Linked DNA regions of Mus musculus: regions 1 and 3 are each linked to region 2. The links are chromatin contacts, called in public HiChIP or PLAC-seq and promoter capture Hi-C maps. All regions are on one chromosome and are shown on one strand. Each heading gives the region's core, a stretch centred on a gene start, on an enhancer-like site or on the middle of the called end of the contact. The rest is flanking DNA. Distances are from core to core; before and after follow the strand shown.

Region 1 (2,754 bases), core at 158-2,657, 370 kb before region 2:
GAGAAGCAGCCAGCAGGTCCAGACAAGCACAGTAAGGTGGTGAATTCCAGGAACCTATGAGGCTCTGACCTTGTATTTCACAGTCGTCTTTCCAGACGACTTTCCTGTGCACTGACTGTGGCATGGTGACATGAGGAAACACAACTTTCCATCACACTGCTGGAAAGTAAGACTGGAACCACCTTAGTGCTAAAGGGACAAGGGCAACTTAAAGGCCTTGGGCCGTGCCCGTGCTTCTTCGTAATACCTTCCACTGGATACTCATCTGATCTGGGGGCGTCTGCCCCAGGCGCTTAGGTGTCTGCCATCTTAATTCCTCCCTGCACTTCTGTCGGTGGAGGAGAAACATCTGTTGTAAAAGATAAGCCACAGCTGTTCCATCTCTTTTGCCTGTGGTGTTGTGAGGAGATGGGAAGGGGTACCTCCCTGTGCTCTCTCTCTCTCTCTCTCTCTCTCTCTCTCTCTCTCTCTCTCTCTCTCTCTCTCTCTCTGCTCTGGAAATAACCCAGGAGCACATACCTCTTTACACTAAAGCAGGGGCCAGAAATTCTAGCCTGTGGGCCAGTTCTAGTCATTCCCTTGCTTTAATTAATAAAGTTTTATTGGCACACACTCACACTGTCTATAGCTTTAGTGCCACCCAGCAGTGAGGAGTCATGAGGGTGCTCATGGTTTGTAAGCTGAAAACAGTTGCCCTCTGACCCTTCAGAAGATGTCTGTTGACCTTTCCATTCTAGGCTTTGTAGCTGGAAAAAAAAAAAGCGGTATCTTCAGAGTGTCCATGCAAGGAAATCACGGTGGGGCAGAAGTCGCCTTTTAAGATAGTTTAGTTTGGTCACTGTATTTCATCACATCATACAGTTTAGGACACATGATGTAAGAAAGTTGTGATGCCACCACCATGGTGTTGGGACATAGGTTTCTGCTCTCTCATCCTGGCAAAATGTAGTGGGCCTTCATTCCACAGTTCACTGAGGATAAAGCATTGGGAACATTGGAGCTATCTATGCCTTCCCTCAGGCTTCCTCCCACCCGTGAGGGGATCATCACCTGGCCTGGGAGCTGCTGCACACGGGGCCTCATCACCACAGTGGCTTGCTGATGGAGCCTCCAAACTGGGCTTCCTTGAGTGGTAGCAATTCCAGGGCAGAGCTAAGGGTAAAGGAGTTATGATCCCCCCACCCGAACCCCCACCTGCCTCTTAACCTGACAAGAGTTCTGTGTCCTGCCCTGAGGATTCAGAAAAGGACATGGAAAGCTACATTTGAGAAAGCTAACACAGCAATTCCAGACAGCTCTGGCTGGAGGCTTCAGCTTCAAAAAGTGAAGGGCAGGGGTGTGCCCACATTCCTGGGATGCAACCAGGTCTTTAGCATTTCTATGCAGCAATGTCCAGGTGCAGACTCAACACAGCTCGGCTGTGCCTCTCACACTCTCCTGCATCAGCTCCTCAAGCTGTACCAGGAGCCTGCCTCCCCTGCCTGCCAGTGGATGGACATGGCTCTAGTCCTCTGTACCCCCCACCCCCACACACACACATTTAAATACTGATGTGAGAAGCTCATTCCATTGCAAAGCAAGGTCAAATCCACTCTAACAATACAAAGGACATATCAAGGCTCTCCGGTGGCACTCCTTTGCCCTTTTTACACTGTACAGCAGAATAAGAGAGTATGGGACGTGCCTGGATCCTGACACTCACCTCCAGAAGCAAAAGTTTTGGCTAGACTAAGATGTCCTTTAACAAGACCAGACCAGTGGGACCTGACCCTCTCTAATAGCAACTTAATAAATCATCTTCCAACTGACTCTGAGATGACTCAGGATCTCCCACAGGATCATCTGTAACAAGTCCCTGACACGCTGATATACCAGCCTTTAAGCAAGGTTCTTTTGAAAAGTTATCATCTTGTCTTCTACATGGGCTGTGCTATGGGACTCATCACCCAAGAGGATGGATGGAGTAACCTCTCCATCAGCTTGCTCTCCTGCATCCAGGTCAGAATGTATTAGCTATAAATGGCTAGTGCACACAGGCCAGGACCTAACACCCGGGGTATAGGACTAACATTCTAAGAGTTAGGAGGCAGCAGTGCGGCAACTAACATATCAACCTGGGTGTACAACTTTCAACACACAGTCCTACATATAACAGGAGAGAAGACTGCTGGTGGGTAAGAGAGGGAGGGGTTCCTGAGTTCTGTATGGGTCTATATGATGCAGGCAAATTTTTACAGATTGCTTTCCAAGTACTTTTAAGAGAAGAGAGTTCTTCCTTATACAGAAGAACTTCAGTTACAGCCACTAGAGTTTCTAGGGGCATCGGGCAGGATTCTAGGCCTACTTAACAGATGAAATGAGGCCCTAAACTCTGAGATAAGCAATCTTGGAATAAGGCATTGGTTTGGCAAAGCCCGGCTCTGTGAGGAAGACTATCTGTTGATTGGATGGACCTGTTTGCCGAGTCACATCTACTTTAAGTGGGGCAGAGAAGAGGTAAAGGGTGGGGGTGTTTTAGGCCATGTGCCTTGAAGCTGGTGGTCATCTGTAGCTTACAATATGCAAACTGTTCCGTGCAAGAGAGAAAAAAACTAGACTGAGGAGGGAAAAATAATGTTTGTTTCTTTCTGAAATATCAGTTCTTAGCCAAAATGACAACTGCTTTTCTGGGTCCTACACCCTACCACACCCATCAAGAACAGGAGATTATAATTAATTATGCTGGGCCTGATGCCTGGGAACCACAAGACAAGA
Region 2 (2,766 bases), core at 219-2,718:
CATAAAATTATTTCTGTTGCTACTTCATAACTATAATCTTGCTACTGTTATGAGTCATAAGGTAGATAGCTCATACGCAGGATATCTGATATGCAAATGGTCTTAGGTGACCCCCGTGAAGGTGCCGATCCCCAAAGGGGTCACGACCCACAGGTTGAGAACCACTGCCCTAGCGGGTTAGGTGAGGGAGGATGGCCAAGCCTGAGGACTGAATGATTAGAGGAGTCATCACACCTGAGGAGCTGAGGAGGAGGGGGGTGGGGCAGCTGGATCTTGCTTACAAGATGGCTTTGGCCAACTATGAAGTCTGCCTGCTACAGTTTGCTTCTCATTAGCTCGTGACTGGAGGCTTGGACAGCATCTGATGGTGCCGTTGCAGACAGTGGCATCAACTCAATAACCTAGGGTTTCTTGCCTCCCCCACCATCACCACCATCTTAGCCACCACTTTCCTGTCTCAGGCTAAGTGGCCACACACTGAACCCTCTTGTGTGACAAGCCAAAATAATCCCTTTCTCCTTTATATTTTGATCTCAAGTATTCTGTCACAGCAACGGAAAGTCGACTTGCACACTTCCTATGCATCTAGCATCGATTACCTACTGGCTGGACACTTGCCTTGACACCAGCTAAACAGAGTGCATATTATCTCATCTAATCCCTACAACTATCCTGTAATAAAAATGTATTATTTACCCCATTTCTTTTGCAAGCCAGGAAATGGACACAGAGAGTGTGTAGTCAGTAAGTGATGATATGGGTCTCTGCCTTGAATGAGGCTGTCTGCTTCAACCTCAGCCCAGCAGCCCAGCTCTGAGCCAATCCCAGCAGAAATTACTCAACAGAGGACAGACTGACACGTGTAGAGCCTGGTCTCCCCAGGTGGTGGGAGCGAGAGACAGACACCTGAGTCCCACCCTTTTAACGCCCGCAAGAAGAGGGAATATTTTAAAATAGCATCCATTTCTTTTTTCATCAACAACAAAACAATTAATTTCTCTGTAGAGATTGTTTCTGTGAAGAACAATAAGGTGCCTCCCCAGGGGGTGTCATTATACTGAAAGCCTCCGTCTGGGGTGGGGGCTCCCCTCCGGAAGGAGCCTGCATGAACTGCCTGTCTGAGCCTGCTTTGCATATATACCCTCCCATCAGCCCAGTGATAGAGCGCTTTGCAGGGTCGAGTGTGGTGCCCTGTCAGCCGCAGGGGCCAGACCACCAAGGGACCAGACGGGGGAGGTATATTCCTCTGTACTGACTTCCCTTCTAGCTAGTGTCCCCCCTCAGTACTGCTCACGAGCATGTACAGTTCCGGCCTAGGGAAACTGCCATCGCCATAAAATGCCAAGCAGACCAGCTGTCTACAACCAGTTTGGGCATCCTGGCAGGCTCAGTCACAGACATCCATAAACAGGGCTGCATGAAGGCAGGGGGATTAACGAGATGTCTGCCTGGCAACACTCTAAAGCAGAGGGCCGTGACTCCGCCCACTTCCCAGGAGGCAAGCGGAAAGGGCTGGGAGAGAAGTAAAGGCAGAACTCTGGCTCCCGAAACACCTGGGACTTGCAAGCCACGCCCTTACTTCCCTTAAAGGTTGTCCTATAGGATCATCAGTTGGCCTATGACCGACTGGTTTTCCAGCAGCAAGGGTTTCTCTGGTCCCCTGAAGACCTAGCGATTGTATCCAAAGCCTAAGGGGGAACATTTTTCTGCAAGATACAAGACCCTTGCTTCCCGCCCCTCACTAGCGGAGCAAAGACAGACTCATGAGCAGAGCAGGCCTTCGCAGAAGCCAGGCCCTGAGCTAGGGGGATGCAGGGCTGGGTCAGGGCACTCTTTTGTGTCTGATTATCAGGCAGGAAGAAGGCTGATCTCAATGCATAAAGGAGATCTGTTTGTCAAATACAAGTCCCTCGTAAATGAAATGGCAGAAGGCCAAAAATAATGGTGGCGGGCACAGCCTTCACAGAGGCTCCAGTGAATCGCCACATGCAGGTGACTGTGACTTCACGTCCAGATTCAAAATCCACCAGGCTCTAGTGACAGTCCGGGGAACTCCTCCTAGAAGGTTCGTTCAAGTGATGTAGAAAACGCACCTGGAAAGCGTTATCAGGCTGGAAGTGTCCCCAATCCATCCACGTAGGAGGCAGGCTGAGACCGGACTCTCCATGATCAGGAAAAAGTAAAGGTGATAATGACCAAGGGGTGGGTATAAGTGGAAATAAATATCCCTAGTAGGAATGAAGCGTCAGATGGTTGATGTCTTTGCATTCTATTTCCCCAAGAAAGCCTCAAAAATAAATAAATAAATAAACAAATAAATAAATAAATACTTCTTAAGGTCCAAAGAGTGACTTTTCCTGCAGGACTTAGCCACATTCTTAAATACCTCCCTGTGGCTAAGAGGCAATATGCCTGCCGTTAAAACAGATTTTATGCCATTATCAATATTGTCATTAACTTCAACTAGGACTGGAGCAGGTACTGACGAACTGTGGTTCAACCAGCTTTATAAATAAGGTGATCCCCACAGATACACTTTGGAGAAGGCCGGATGTGGGCTGGGTCAGCAGGTATCACCAGCATGAACCACCTCCACAAGGTTGGTTCCCCTAGCAATCTAGCCAGCTTCCTGAGAGACCTCCCTAGAGAGAGGTGGCCTTGAGGACACTCTGCTGAAAGCCCACATCAGAGTTTCCGAAACTGGTGTAAGGAGAGCCATGATAATGAAATGAAACCCACGGCCTTGCAAGAGAAGGTTTCATTTTG
Region 3 (2,700 bases), core at 184-2,683, 470 kb before region 2:
TTTTTCGTTTTTAGGTTTATTAAATGACAGAGCGTCCGACTCTGTAAGTGTTCCAGTCGTTATAATGGAGCACCTGTGACTTTGATTCCCTTCCCTCCCCCCCACTCCTCACTCACAAAGTCCATCTATAAATCGCTACCAAAATGGCCCAGGGGCTGACTGGGGCCAACCCTCCACGTCTGCAGCAGCTGCTGGTAGCTCCTTGACAAGGGTGGAGACCTCGGTGTGGACCTGGGTCTCAGAAATCTTAGTAAACGTCAGAATGACATGCCCCAGCCATGCCACCCCATAACTCCGAGGCAAGGGACAGTGGCCTCTCTTCATGAAGAACCAGTAGTTGAGAGAAAGGAGCTCTAAGGCTCCAAGGGAGCTCTTAGCTCTCGCTTCTCGTGTGTGGATCTGTGAGGCACCGTCTAGCAGAGTACAACATGGTAACTTGAAAATATGGTTTAAATGATCGTCACCCTGCGCCACTCCCCCCCCCCCAAAGTAACAGGCTCTCTGACCTAATTAAATCCACTTTAAAGAAACCAACTGGCGTGTGTGTGTGTGTGTGTGTGTGTGTGTGTGTGTGTGTGTGTGTGTGTGTTTTGTGTGGACAGCCTTTATTAAGCTTTTAAAATCGCAAATCCCTTTGTGCGTGCAAACTCCAGCAGTTTCCATGTTCGGGTGAGGGACACAGAACACAGACTATGTCTTTTGATGTGAAACAATGTCAAAAGGACTAATTATGAGTCATACTTTCTTGAAATTTTTGTTGGCTGATGTCGCCTCTGCAATTGGATCCCTGCATAAGGCCAGCAGCTCTTGCCGGAGGGGAGAACCTGGCACCTTCTGTTCCTGGGCCATCACCCTGGCCCTTTGCTGTTATGTAGGTCGAGAACGCCCGTGGGTTTCTAGGAAGGATCTCACTTTTAAACTTGGCATGGAAGTTACAGCTGGAGAGCAATGTCGTAGCGCAAAGATCTGTCTACACTGTGCGTGCTGAAAGAGGAAATGAGGTCAGGAGGGGCAGAAGAGAAGTGCATCTAAGGAAGGCTTCTTGGGACCTCAGGTCAGGCTCAAAAGCTGCTCCTGTAGCCCATGTTCTTCACAGGAATGCCTGCTGCTCCAAGTCTCTGAAGACAGTGGCTGGCAGCTTTTAGAGGGGCAGCCCTTTATCTGAGTCCAGGGAATGCAGGCCAGAGAGGAAGCAAATCCCACCTGAGGCTGAGCCCACAATGCTACCTGAAAGTGAGGGAGTCCCTGGATAGCAAAAACATAGAGTTAGACACAGGGGCAGGTCAGAGGCTGCACAGGAATGAAAGTGAAGGAAACTGTCCAGGTTAGAGCTGAGCTCAGATGAAAGGCTTCCCGAGCAGCTCGTGGGAAACGTTACAACTCCCTACGACCCATAATGGGAGCCAGATTCTTCTCCTGGTGGTTGTCAGGGAAGCCCCAGCACCTCCCACCTCCCCCGGAACAGCTGAGGGTCAGCACTCTTGGCCCTGGATTAACTGCTATGAACCTGTGAGGGGAAGGAAATGCCTGTTCCTGAACCAGGGACTTAGCAAAACGGTCCTAGAAACTGAGTTGTGGTGCTTTTATTTTATTTTATTTTTCCTTGTGCTAGCAACTGAACTCAAGAGTCTTGTGCACACTAAGCATGCTTTTCTAAAACCTAATGAAGTGCTCAGCCTGGTGGCACACAGCTATATCCCCAGCACTAGAGAAGCAGAGGCAGGAAGACTGAGAGGTGGAGGATAGCCTGGGCTGCTGTGTACTGAGAAGATGAGAAAGAGAGACAGACAGAGAGACAGAGAGACAGAGAGACAGAGACAGAGAGAGAGAGAGGCAGAGAGAGACAGTGGCAGAGACAGAGGCAGAGGCAGAGAAAGACACAGAGAGGGACAGAAAGATAGACACACACATGGGGGGGGACAGAGACAGACAGAGAGAAAAAAAGAGAAAGAAAGACAGAGACAGAAAGACAGACAGACAGACACACACAGAGAGAGAGACAGAGAGAGACAGAGACACATGCAGAGGCAGAGAGAGAGGCAGAGAAAGACACAGAGAGGGACAGAAAGATAGACACACACATTGGGGGGGGGGACAGAGACAGACAGAGAGGAAAAAAAGAGAAAGTAAGACAGAGACAGAAAGACAGACAGACACACACACACATACACACACACAGAGAGACAGAGAGAGACAGAGACACATGCAGAGGCAGAGACAGAGGCAGAGAAAGACACAGAGAGGGACAGAAAGATAGACACACACACGGGGCGGGGGGGGAGAGACAGAGACAGACAGAAAGAAAAAGAGAGAAAGAAAGACAGAGACAGAAGGACAGACAGACAGACACACACACACACACACAGAGAGAGAGAGAGGGAGAGAGAGAGAGAATAAAATCTGAAAGGCAGAGAGCCTGGTGTATTGGGATGGGTATGACAACTGCCAAAAACAAATAAATAAAACTACTTTATTTGCCTTCTTATGTCCACAAAGAGAAGATGTGAGCAGATGCTAGCGGCAGACAAGTGTTTCCAAAGGAGATCAGCGTCGCGGCAGAACAGGTGAGGGAGGAATCAGGCTACCTAAGGACTGATAACTCCGGAGCAAGTGGGAGCCATCTTCGACTCTGTGCAGGAGGAGGTGAGGTGACTGGGGGCCCATTAACAAATACCCCGAGAAGCCAGAGAAGTGCGGGTG

Evidence for each region. Promoter capture Hi-C pulls out the DNA fragments that hold promoters and counts their contacts. HiChIP or PLAC-seq counts read pairs in DNA pulled down with a chosen protein or histone mark.
Region 1: a contact with region 2 is called in an H3K27ac HiChIP or PLAC-seq map of embryonic stem cells, with 2.4 times the contacts expected there. The contact joins two enhancer-like sites. A contact is called at or near these places in 2 of 115 datasets of contacts at active chromatin or transcription factors (both in embryonic stem cells) and 1 of 9 other capture datasets (embryonic stem cells).
Region 3: a promoter capture Hi-C map of second pharyngeal arch cranial neural crest shows a contact between it and region 2, with 3 times the contacts expected there. The contact joins two enhancer-like sites. A contact is called at or near these places in 5 of 39 promoter capture datasets (embryonic stem cells, hippocampal neurons, second pharyngeal arch cranial neural crest and 1 more), 2 of 484 Hi-C or Micro-C datasets (cortical neurons and neutrophils), 6 of 115 datasets of contacts at active chromatin or transcription factors (astrocytes, bone marrow-derived macrophages, embryonic basal ganglia and 3 more) and 1 of 9 other capture datasets (embryonic stem cells).

The regions. Positions count from the first base shown.
Region 1 is chr7:37,474,229-37,476,982 of GRCm38.p6, forward strand. It overlaps a transcript of Zfp536 not described here. Among named protein-coding and RNA genes, the nearest start is that of Gm51477, 36 kb to the left of the region's middle. Within about 2 kb of position 1,408, at least 10 of the 459 cell types and tissues checked have an H3K27ac peak or open chromatin away from gene starts, as enhancers often do. A contact at or near this core is called in embryonic stem cells, where this site is marked.
Region 2 is chr7:37,840,918-37,843,683 of GRCm38.p6, forward strand. No RefSeq gene overlaps it. Among named protein-coding and RNA genes, the nearest start is that of Gm22302, 18 kb to the left of the region's middle. Within about 2 kb of position 1,469, at least 77 of the 459 cell types and tissues checked have an H3K27ac peak or open chromatin away from gene starts, as enhancers often do. A contact at or near this core is called in embryonic stem cells and second pharyngeal arch cranial neural crest, where this site is marked.
Region 3 is chr7:37,374,983-37,377,682 of GRCm38.p6, forward strand. It overlaps a transcript of Zfp536 not described here. Among named protein-coding and RNA genes, the nearest start is that of Gm30483, 48 kb to the left of the region's middle. Within about 2 kb of position 1,434, at least 18 of the 459 cell types and tissues checked have an H3K27ac peak or open chromatin away from gene starts, as enhancers often do. A contact at or near this core is called in second pharyngeal arch cranial neural crest, where this site is marked.